Regions from separate parts of the Mus musculus genome. Here all the other regions are linked to region 2. Evidence: chromatin contacts called from public ChIA-PET and promoter capture Hi-C data. All regions are on one chromosome and are shown on one strand. The core of a region is the stretch at or near the end of the contact, and the rest is flanking DNA. Distances in the headings are between cores, read along the strand shown. Region 1 holds the start of Rusf1 (RUS family member 1). Region 2 holds the start of Itgam (integrin alpha M). Region 3 holds the start of Cox6a2 (cytochrome c oxidase subunit 6A2).

The links. ChIA-PET counts read pairs in DNA pulled down with a chosen protein or histone mark. Capture Hi-C pulls out chosen DNA fragments and counts their contacts.
Region 1: a contact with region 2 is called in an RNA polymerase II ChIA-PET map of memory CD8 T cells, with 19 read pairs. The contact joins the promoter of Rusf1 here to the promoter of Itgam in region 2. A contact is called at or near these places in 2 of 39 promoter capture datasets (the C10 cell line and embryonic stem cells) and 3 of 115 datasets of contacts at active chromatin or transcription factors (embryonic stem cells and memory CD8 T cells).
Region 3: a contact with region 2 is called in a promoter capture Hi-C map of adipose tissue. The contact joins the promoter of Cox6a2 here to the promoter of Itgam in region 2. A contact is called at or near these places in 26 of 39 promoter capture datasets (the 3T3-L1 cell line, 3T3-L1-derived adipocytes, the C10 cell line and 15 more), 2 of 15 datasets of contacts at CTCF or cohesin (CD8 T cells and the NIH/3T3 cell line), 8 of 484 Hi-C or Micro-C datasets (bone marrow-derived macrophages, embryonic stem cells, liver and 1 more), 8 of 115 datasets of contacts at active chromatin or transcription factors (the HPC-7 cell line, cardiomyocytes, effector CD8 T cells and 5 more) and 5 of 9 other capture datasets (adipose tissue, bone marrow-derived macrophages, liver and 2 more).

Annotation. Positions count from the first base shown.
Region 1 is chr7:128,296,303-128,299,450 of GRCm38.p6, forward strand. It overlaps Rusf1 (RUS family member 1), which reads right to left and starts at 1,829. Exons shown (of 13, transcript NM_145590.2): 1 at 1,488-1,829; 2 at 1,160-1,274. The coding sequence starts at 1,781.
Region 2 is chr7:128,061,073-128,064,453 of GRCm38.p6, forward strand. Itgam (integrin alpha M) reads left to right here and starts at 1,568. Exons shown (of 30, transcript NM_001082960.1): 1 at 1,568-1,698. The coding sequence starts at 1,671. It also overlaps the pseudogene Gm22809.
Region 3 is chr7:128,204,806-128,207,864 of GRCm38.p6, forward strand. Cox6a2 (cytochrome c oxidase subunit 6A2) reads right to left here and starts at 1,561. Exons shown (of 3, transcript NM_009943.2): 1 at 1,418-1,561; 2 at 1,095-1,231; 3 at 630-1,007. The coding sequence starts at 1,490. The coding sequence ends at 924. Itgad (integrin, alpha D) reads left to right here. Exons shown (of 31, transcript NM_001029872.3): 31 at 257-699. The coding sequence ends at 370.

The DNA of each region.
Region 1 (3,148 bases), core at 579-3,078, 240 kb after region 2:
CAGTGTGATGCCGTGAAAAGGACTAACTCTCCTAGGCTCAGATCCAGGCCCTATAACTCAGCAGGTGTGTAACCGTGGGTACCTCTGTTTCCCCAGCTATAGTGTGGGGATAACAACACTACCTGTCACACAGCCACCAAGAGGTCTAATCAGCAACACAAAGAATGGCATATAATAAACACTGTCAGCATCTATGTGTTGTGGTGGCGGTGGTGGTGGTAGTGGTGGAGGTTGGCATCCTTAAAAGATGAGACACTGTGGCCAAGAAGCCCTCGGTCACCTCTGCTCTGACATGCCCTTTCAAGGGGTGATACTTAGTTACAATGTGCTGGGTTCTAACAGATGAGCATAAACAGAAGCCTCCTGACCTAGAGTCCAGGGAGGCTTACCCAAGATGTGGTGAGGTCTAGGATAGAACAGGATGTCCTTGCCCCGCCCCTAAGGTTCATTTAAATACCACTGGGGATAACAGGGAAAGACAGAGGCCAGAAGACTGAGCCAAGGACCCTCCTAAACGTGAAACAAGTGTTGAGTTCCCTTTGGTCTGCTTCCCTCACCAGGTGGCAGGCATAATACTAGATTATCTTTGATTTTCTTAGTGACTTTTTTCAGAAGGCTGTATACTCTCAGCACACGGTTACTATAATCTTACTGCAGCACAGTCAGGTACCCCAGAGGGGTCAGAGTGCATTTTAGCATTTCCTTAACTACCAATTTAGGACCAGCCACATGCCCCTTTGCCCACTGGAAGTACCCAACTTTCACCATCCCGGGAAGCTGGCGGGTTTTTTTTACGTAATAAACTGCATGTCTATGCAATCCTGCATAAAGTAAGATTAAAGGTAATTTAAGGAGGATCCCGGATGATTTCGGGATTCTGAAGTTTGCATGGGTAACAAGGTGAGCCACTTAGGCTGATTCACTGATGAGGGCATTCCAGCTGTGGGCAAAGATTCACAGCTTCTGTGTACTAATCAGGCTGCAGACCATAAATGTGTATATGCGCACGCGCACAAACACACACACGCACACGAGAACCACTGTTAGAGGTCAGAACAGTTCAAAACAGCAAGGCTAGGGTTTGCAGTAAAGGAAAAAGAGGCCAGAGACAGGAAGCAGGGATGAGATCAACAGGTAAGGCTCCCAGGTTCCAGCTCACCTTTCACGAGCCAGGTGGACGTGGCAGCTGAAACGGAGGCTTTTGCGTTGCCTACCCCTAAGCCCTGCAATACTGCTTGGGTGGCTAGAGAGCCGGAGAGGCTGGAAGCAAAGGCCTGGAGAGAAAAGAAGTGGAATGAGGAGAGGTGGCAGGAGCACGGAGCCTACTGTGCTATACCAGCTCTCACTGGTTCTGTGGGACCTGGAAAACTGTCAGGACTATGCAATGCACCCTAGCCTTCCAATGTGCACATGCAGATTGCAGGGGCCTATTCCCCGGGTCCCCAGCTATAAACCGCCCCCCCCCCACGGCAATCGGCCAGCCGGACCTGCACGGAATCCCACAGCTGGTATGGCAGGTAATCCGGGCTGACGCTATCTGGGAAGCCCTGAGGCAGCAGCACGGATCTGAGGCCCGAAAGAGCGGTCAGTGCTGCCCAGGGTCCCCCGCCTCCACCCGCGTGCTGCCCAGGTTTCGCTATCGGGGCCCGGGAGAGCCAGCCCCAGCGCCGAGCCCCGTCCCACTGCAGGCTCCCATCGGCGGCAGCGCTGCAGCCGCGCGGGGCTCCGGAGCCGAACTGCTCCGTGCACAGCGGCGCCCGTAGGCTCGCAGCGTCAGCCATCCTCAAGTTCAGCGAGTCGGTCCAACGCGGCAAAAAGCTAGGCGAACTACATTTCCTGTTTGGCTACGGTGGCCACAGAAGGACACTAATCTTTTATTCTCTTGGAACTCCGATTATTGTGTGTCCTGCCTTCCTGGGGCACACCCCAGGACTGCACCTGACCTACCTATCGTTCTTTGGACCCTAGGAGCAATATAGGGGCCGTTGACTCTGAACTCCAATCGGAAGAGGGAGAGATGGCTTCCTGGGGAAATAGTTGTGGTGGAGACTCCACTCAGATCTCAAACTTTTAGCTGTGTAACTGGAGTATCCCTCTCCGTCGCAGTGCTTTTTTTTGTTTGTGAGGCCAAGGACAATAGAGTTTTTGAAATTTTTTAAGTTAGCTTGTGACTTAATGAGCTTCATTATGGCATTTTGATTCATATTTTGCTCCCTTTGTTCCTATTTACCACCCGCCTCCCCCTGTTCTCTTGCCTGACTCCTACTATGTAGACATCCACTTACCCACTCCACCCAGCCCTCCTCACCCCAATGCTGCTTTTATGTCACATGATCTCTATCTTCCTATTTCTTTAAGATCCCTTCTTCCCTCCTCAGGGTCCCATTTCTAATTTCATGACTTATACCCCAGCCCCTCCTCCCACACACACACATACACACATAAAATTCCAAATCTAGGACTTGCATATGAGAGAAAACACGGGGCATCTGTGTTTCTGCAACAGTCTTTAAACTCATTTTCCTGCAAATGTTATTATTTCACTTTTCTTTATGGTTGAATAAAATCTCACTGTAACTCCACATTTTGTGACTCATGTGTCTCCTGAGAGATCCGGACTGACTCCATTTCTTAGCTGTTCCGAATTCTGCAGCAGTAAACACACATGTACAGGTATTTCCGTGGTAGGACATGGCGTCCTTTGGTGTATAGCTATAGGTAGTAGAGCTGTAAGCCTAAGGCAGGTCTGTTCTTTTTTCCTTTTGATTTTCAGAGCAGCTGGAGCAGTTTACATTCTGTAAGGGGCTCTTTGCCAACATTTGTTGTTACTTTGTTACTGGGGAAACCGAGGTTCCCATGGGAACTTAGGCTCCTTAATAAGGGGATTTGGAGGCTTACTAGCTAAATGCTCCCAGTTCTTCCAAGACATCAGCAGTGGGTTCCCAGCATTCATGTTAGGTAGTTCAAACCACACGTAACTCCAACTTGAAGAGGGAGCAGACACCATCATGGATGTGCACCTACACACACACACACACACACACACACACACACAAAGAGAGAGAGTTTGGTTTTTTTTTTAATAAAATAGTTTAGAAAAGGAGTACACAGGAATCTTTTTTTTTTTTAGATTTATTTATTATTATAT
Region 2 (3,381 bases), core at 318-2,817:
GTTCTGGAGATTCAAGGATTTGAACTCAGTCTTACCAGTTCTTCTGTCTGGTGGCATGGTTCCACTTGCCCCACATGTGTGTGTGTCTGAGTGTGCATGTAATAACTTTGAAACAAAGTATATAGAATTTTATTTATCTATTTTCCAGCAGGTAAACATCTACTTCCGTCGACTATTGTAAAATATAACTAGGAACAATAGAAAATGTGTCAAGATGAAGAGAAGGAAGCCAGGCCTGGGTGCATGCCTGTAGGTCTATGGCTGGGGAGGTTGAGGCAGGAGGATGACTGAGTCAGTGAGCTCAAGATCAGCTTGGACAACACATTGATAATGTAGAGAACAAGGTCCACGAGGTGGCAGGTAAAGGTGCTTTGTCACCAAGCCTGAGGACCTGACCTTGATCCCTGAGACCTGCATGGTGGAAGAAGAAAACTGACTCCAGCAAGCTGTGCTCTGACCTTCATACTTACACAGTTGAAACCCACAAGCATTCACACACACACACACACACACACACACACACACACACACACACGCACCAAATAAATAAGTAGATGTAAACAAGACAAAAACAAAACAAAACAAAACAAAACACAACCCAGAGAGTAAAGAAACCACTTTTTTTCTCAGCCAAGGGAAATGTACACAGTGCCCCATACCATAAGTCACGTAGTCGAGTATCCTAGATTTGGGAAAATCACGGGTCAGCACATTCCAAGTGCAATGGGTGTGCCTCGCTTGGGAAAACTACCTTCCTGATCATAGTGTCTCCCCTGCCAGGTAAGTACGAGAAACCACTGTTTTTTAAGAACAAGAACTTCGAGTAGACTCCACATGCAGCAAGGCAGGAATGGTTAAATATCTCCCAATACATCCTTCAGTTCCACTGTGTATAATAACATCAAGTTCTGTTTTCAAAATACTTTCATGAATTATATAGAGCACCACACTATGGCTAGACGCCGATGGTTTCTTTCCTCTTTGGGTATGTGTGCGCATGTACCATGGCGTGGATGGAGAGATCAGAGGAGAGCTGGGAGGAGCTGGTTCTTTTCTTCAACCGTATGGAAACTGGGGATTGGACACAGGTGGTCAGCGCTTAGTGGCAAACACCTTTACCAACTGAGTCACCTAGCTGGACCAACTCTTGGCTGTTTTTTCTTTTTGAAGAGATTTGTTATGCCGTATGTATGTGGGTGTTTTCCCTGCATGTTTGTCTGTGCATGAGTGCTGAAGGGAGCACCAGATGCCCTGGGACTGGAGTTATAGACAGTTTCTGAGCCTCCATGTGGGTACTGGGAGCAAGATGTGGGTCCCCTGGGAGACCAGCCTGATCCGAAACACTGAGCCTACTACTTAGCTTTTTTTTTTTTTTTCCATAATATTTGAGCTATCCCAGAGGTAGACGGGTGTCAGATGGCACCTTTGGGTGTAACCCTGATGGTTCGGGCCAGGAAACGGCATCAGGGACTGTTTTCTCCCGGAGGAAGGCTACAGAGGGCTGGGTGCTTGTAGAGCCTCCGCCCTCTTTCTTTGAGTCTCTCATAGCTTTTTCCTCATACTTCTCTGTTTTTACCCCTCCCTCCTGGCCTTGGTGGCTTCCTCAAAGTGTCTGTGGTGCCTGAAATACCACAGTTCACACTTCTTTCAGGGCCTTGTTCCTTTAAGTCATGACTCTTAAAGCTCTTCTGGTCACAGGTATGTCGGCGGGGTCTTGGGGGATCCTCAGGGTGGGGAGAAGGGGGTCCTCAGATTGGAAAGGAGGGGATCTCTTGGATCTATGAATGGAGAGGAAGGTCATAGGAAGGAGTAGGTGGGGAGAGATCAAAGGTTTTAGGGAATGTGGATACCGAGACTTGAACTCAGGTGGTCGGTGTTTAATGGCAAGCACCTCTACCAATTGAGTCACCTTGCTGGACAAACTCTTGGCATTTCTTTGAAAAAAGGGAATCATTGAGTGTGTGGGTGTTTTACCTGGATGCAGGTCTATCCATCAGGTGTGTGCAGTGCTAGTGGAAGTCAGTAGCGGGTATCAAAAGGGGAGGGGGATCTTTTGGATCTGTGAGTGGAGAGAAAGGTCAGGGAATAGGAAGGAGCTAGGTGAGGAGAGGCAAAGGGCATTAGGGAAGGATAAAGGATTCCAAAAGAAAAAGAGCAGAGGTAGGCAGGAGGAATAGTTAGGGATGCATGGATGAAGGACTAAATCCATCGATGCTGTGAGGGTTGTTTGGCAGACAGGCTACCAGGATCCAGAGAGGTGAAGGAGCTGCACCAGGGAGCGCAGCGGATACATTTCCGGCTGTGTTTCAACACATACCACTTCTCCTTAGTCTTACGTTCTAATTACCAAGAACCTAGTGTGGATGTTTGTTGAATGACTGATAATCAAAAAAAAAAACTGTTTTGTTTCCTTTTATGTCTACTTTTGTAGAGAGGGAGTCAAGAAGGGAAGGAACTACTTGAAACTTGCATAGGAAGGAAAATTTCTAACTGAGCCCTTTGTTGTGTAAACCATTGTGGTTGTGACAGTGGGGGAAGAGGCCATTGTGGGCTTAGAAAGGGACTGGTCATACCCCATCATAGGCATTTGTGCAGGCCTTTGAGCCTGCGTCAGCATATTTGGCCTGTGGGTTAAATACTCTTGCTACCTGTCTTAAAAGACAAACATCTATCATCCATCAATGATAGAGGATGCTAGCTTTACTCCCAGTGAAGTGAAATGTCACTCCTTAAGAGTCTCATTCATCTCCTGGATAAACCTGTATCACAAAAATTGTGATAATGGGCTACAGTTTGAGATTCCTTGATGAAAACTTGGTAGATAGAGGTGAAGCCCAGGGCTTGCCTAGTATGTACAAAGCTCTCAATTTGATCCCTAGCACCAGATAAACTGGATACAGTAGTGTACACCTGTAATTCCTGCACCCTGGGGGTGGGGTGTAGAGGCAGGAGAATCAGGAGCTTAAGATGGTCTTCAGCCTAGGATGTGTGAGACACTGTCTTGAAAAGCTCTTCAAGCTGGGTGTGATGGCACACACCTTTAATCCCAGAACTGGGGAGGCAGAGGCAGGTGGATCTCTAAGAGTTTGAGGCCATCCTGTTCTACAGAGATAGTTCCAGGATATCCAGGGCTACTCAAAGAAACCTTGTCTTGAAACAACCACACCAACACCACCTTTTCCTCTATGGTCTTACTATGCAGTCCTGCTGGTCTGGAACTCACTGTGTAACCAGCTGGTCTTCTGTAGAAAAAGAGGATGGATTTCTGTGTGGTGGCCCACCCCTGCACCCCCAGCATTTGAGAGGTAGAATGGGAGACAGGAAGACCAGGAGGTCTAGGTTATCCACAGTTACACTGTAGTGTTCCAGGCCAGACTGGAC
Region 3 (3,059 bases), core at 311-2,810, 140 kb after region 2:
TTTTGAAATAACAATGAAAGTTATATCACAGAATGGCTAAACTGAAGCAGACATGCCATATGTACAAATCTGCCCGACAATGAGCCTGTGGCTTCCTCCCACAACTAAGAGTGTAACGACTGCTTGGCACATGGCCTTTCTCTGTACGTGAGGGCCATTCACATGGCTGCCCTGACACACAGCTGGAAGTTATTTTAGTTCTCTCATCTTCAACTTCCCTCTTACCCAGTTTTTCTGACTTTACTACATTTTATAGCTTGGCTTCTTCAAACGTCAGTATAAAGAGATGCTGGATCTACCATCTGCAGATCCTGACCCAGCCGGCCAGGCAGATTCCAACCATGAGACTCCTCCACATCTCACGTCCTAGGAATCTACTTTCCTGTATATCTCCACAATTACGAGATTGGTTTTGCTTTTGCCTATGAATCTACTGGCATGGGAACAAGTTCTCTTCAGCTCTGGGCTAGCCTGGGAAACTTCCCAGAAATGATGCCCTACCTCCTGAGCTGGGAGATTTTTATGGTTTGCCCATGTGTCAGATTTCAGTGCTGATCCACTTTTTTTGCAAGAGCAGGAATGGGGTCAGCATAAATTTACATATGGATAAGAACTAACACAAGACTGAGTAATATGCTCAATATTCAATGTATTGCTTGTATAAATTTTTAAAAAATAAAATGAAAATGCAGGTGGAAACATCACATTTTCCTTATATAAAAAAAAATAACTGGAACCCAGATACCAACTGCCCAAGAGCCTGCCCAGCCCCTTCCACCATGCTGTTCCCAAAGAGCCAGAGGACACAAAACTTCCACACCTTTATTGAGCTTGGAACTGTCCACTGGAACCTCAGGGGCTCTCAGAGCCGGTGTGCAGAAGGCCAATTTGAAGATTGCTGGCAGAGCGTGTCTGCTGAGACATCAAGGGTGCTCATAACCGGTGGGCAAAGGATTGACGTGGGGATTGTGGAAAAGCGTGTGGTTGCCGTCCCCCCAGGCGAAGGGCTGCAGAGAGAAGGCAGACAGGTCACCCACCACAGTCCCTCCCCGCAATCCCCCTGCATGCTCTCACTCGCTCATCCTCTGGCGTACCTTGGTTCGGATGCGGAGGTGGTGATACGGGATGAACTCTGGGCGCTCGTGGTGGCCAGCGTGCATCCAGCAGTTAAGGGAGCAGAGGGCTACGCCGGGAAGAGCCAGCACAAAGGTCAGGAGGCGCCAGGTGTTGGCTGGAGGAGCAAAGGTGGGGTGTGAGTAGATTCATAGGCAAAAACTATCCCTGGGCCTAGAGGTCTGAAAGATCAGTGCCTGGTAGATCAGGAGAGAGGAGCCAGGAGACAGAAGGAGGGGGAAGCCGGGCAAAGAGAACAGATCGGCTAGGCTACTAAATCAGAGTCAGGCCTGGCCCCACTTACCTCCTGCCCCTCCATGGTCTCCTTTGGCTGCGCTGGCCATGCTCCGGCTCAGGACCTTTAGAGGCAGAGCCATTGTCAAAGGGAGGCTAGGAATGGCACTGTCCTTCTCTGTCTCCTTCACCCAGTCGAGAGGCTCTCCTCCCCTCTCAGAGCCAATCACCTGTTGAGCCCGCACATGGATGGCTATTTTTAGGGGCTTTCTCTATCTAAAGTGGGTCTTGACTGGCAGGAGATCCTCTTCAGGCAGCTGATGCAATGTGCCTTTTATTTTGGCAAGAGAAGATTTAAAGTGATACAAACTTGAAATATGTAAGCTGGAGGATCAGAGTTCAAGGCCACTGTTATCAACTTAATGAGTTTGATCACAGCTTGAACTACCTAAGATCTTGTCTTTAAAACAAATTTTACAGTGGGGTGGGGTGGGGGTGGGAGTGTAGCTCAGTTGGTAGACTGCCTGCAGTGTCTGCCTACCAAGTACCCATAATGTCCTGAGTTCTTTCCCTATTCCTACACAATCTCAGTGTGGTGCACTTATTTATAATGCCAGCCAGCACTTGGGACATGGAGGCAGAAGGGTCAGGAGTTCAAGGCCATCTTGGACTACGTACCAAGGTCAAAGCTATCCTGGGCTACACTGGACTGTCTATCTAAAGATTTATTTGTTTTATATATGTGAGTATACAGTAGCTCTACAGATGGTTGTGAGCCTTCATGTGGTTGTTGTGGATTGAATTTTTAGGACCTTTGCTCGCTCTGGTCAACTCCGATCACTAAGTCCCTGCTTGCTCCAGCCCAAAGCTTCATTTATTATTATACATAAGTACACTGTAGCTGACTTCTAGCACCAGAAGAGGGCATCAGATCTCATTACGGGTGGTTGTGAGCCACCATGTGGTTGCTGAGATTTGAACTCAGGACCTTTGGAAGAGCAGTCAGTGCTCTTAACCACTGAGCCATCTTGCCAGCCCTGGACTGTCTATCTAAATAAATATGTACTAAAGCTATCCTGGGCAACTCTGGACTGTCTATCTAAATAAATATGCACCATTTTTTCACAGTGGCACGGAATGACTTCATTTAATATTCTGTTCTCAATAGCTAGCACAGAGTAGACAAGTAATATGCTTAAAACTAGTTAGGTGCCCATTTAAAAAATTATCTGGGAATTGAATCCCAGGGCTGTGTGCATGCTAATTAAATGTTCCCCCACTGAGCTCAGGCTCGGTTGTTGCTGTGTTTCACTTGGTATTGGTGTGTGCTCATATGTGACACGGATGTGGCGCTCAGAGGACAACTTTATGATGCATACTCTCCTGGGAGCCGAGAGCAGGCCACCAGGCTTGTATAGTGAGCACCTTTGCCCACTGATACATCTAGCCAACCCAAGAAGCTTAAAGGCAAAGGGGGAGAGAAGATTGTAAGAGCCGGAGCTCTGTAGCCCAAGCTATATTCTCAGCCACAGGACTTTCTGTTCTTTCTCTCTGTGATAGGCTCTCACGATGTAGGCTAGGCTGGAATTGAACTCATGACCCTTCTGCATTCGTTCCATAAGTGCTATGGTCTAGGTGTGGATTGTACTGTACTCAGGTTTACAGTCTAACAGGATGCCTCTAGCTCTGAGCAAAGTTTGATGTATCTAATC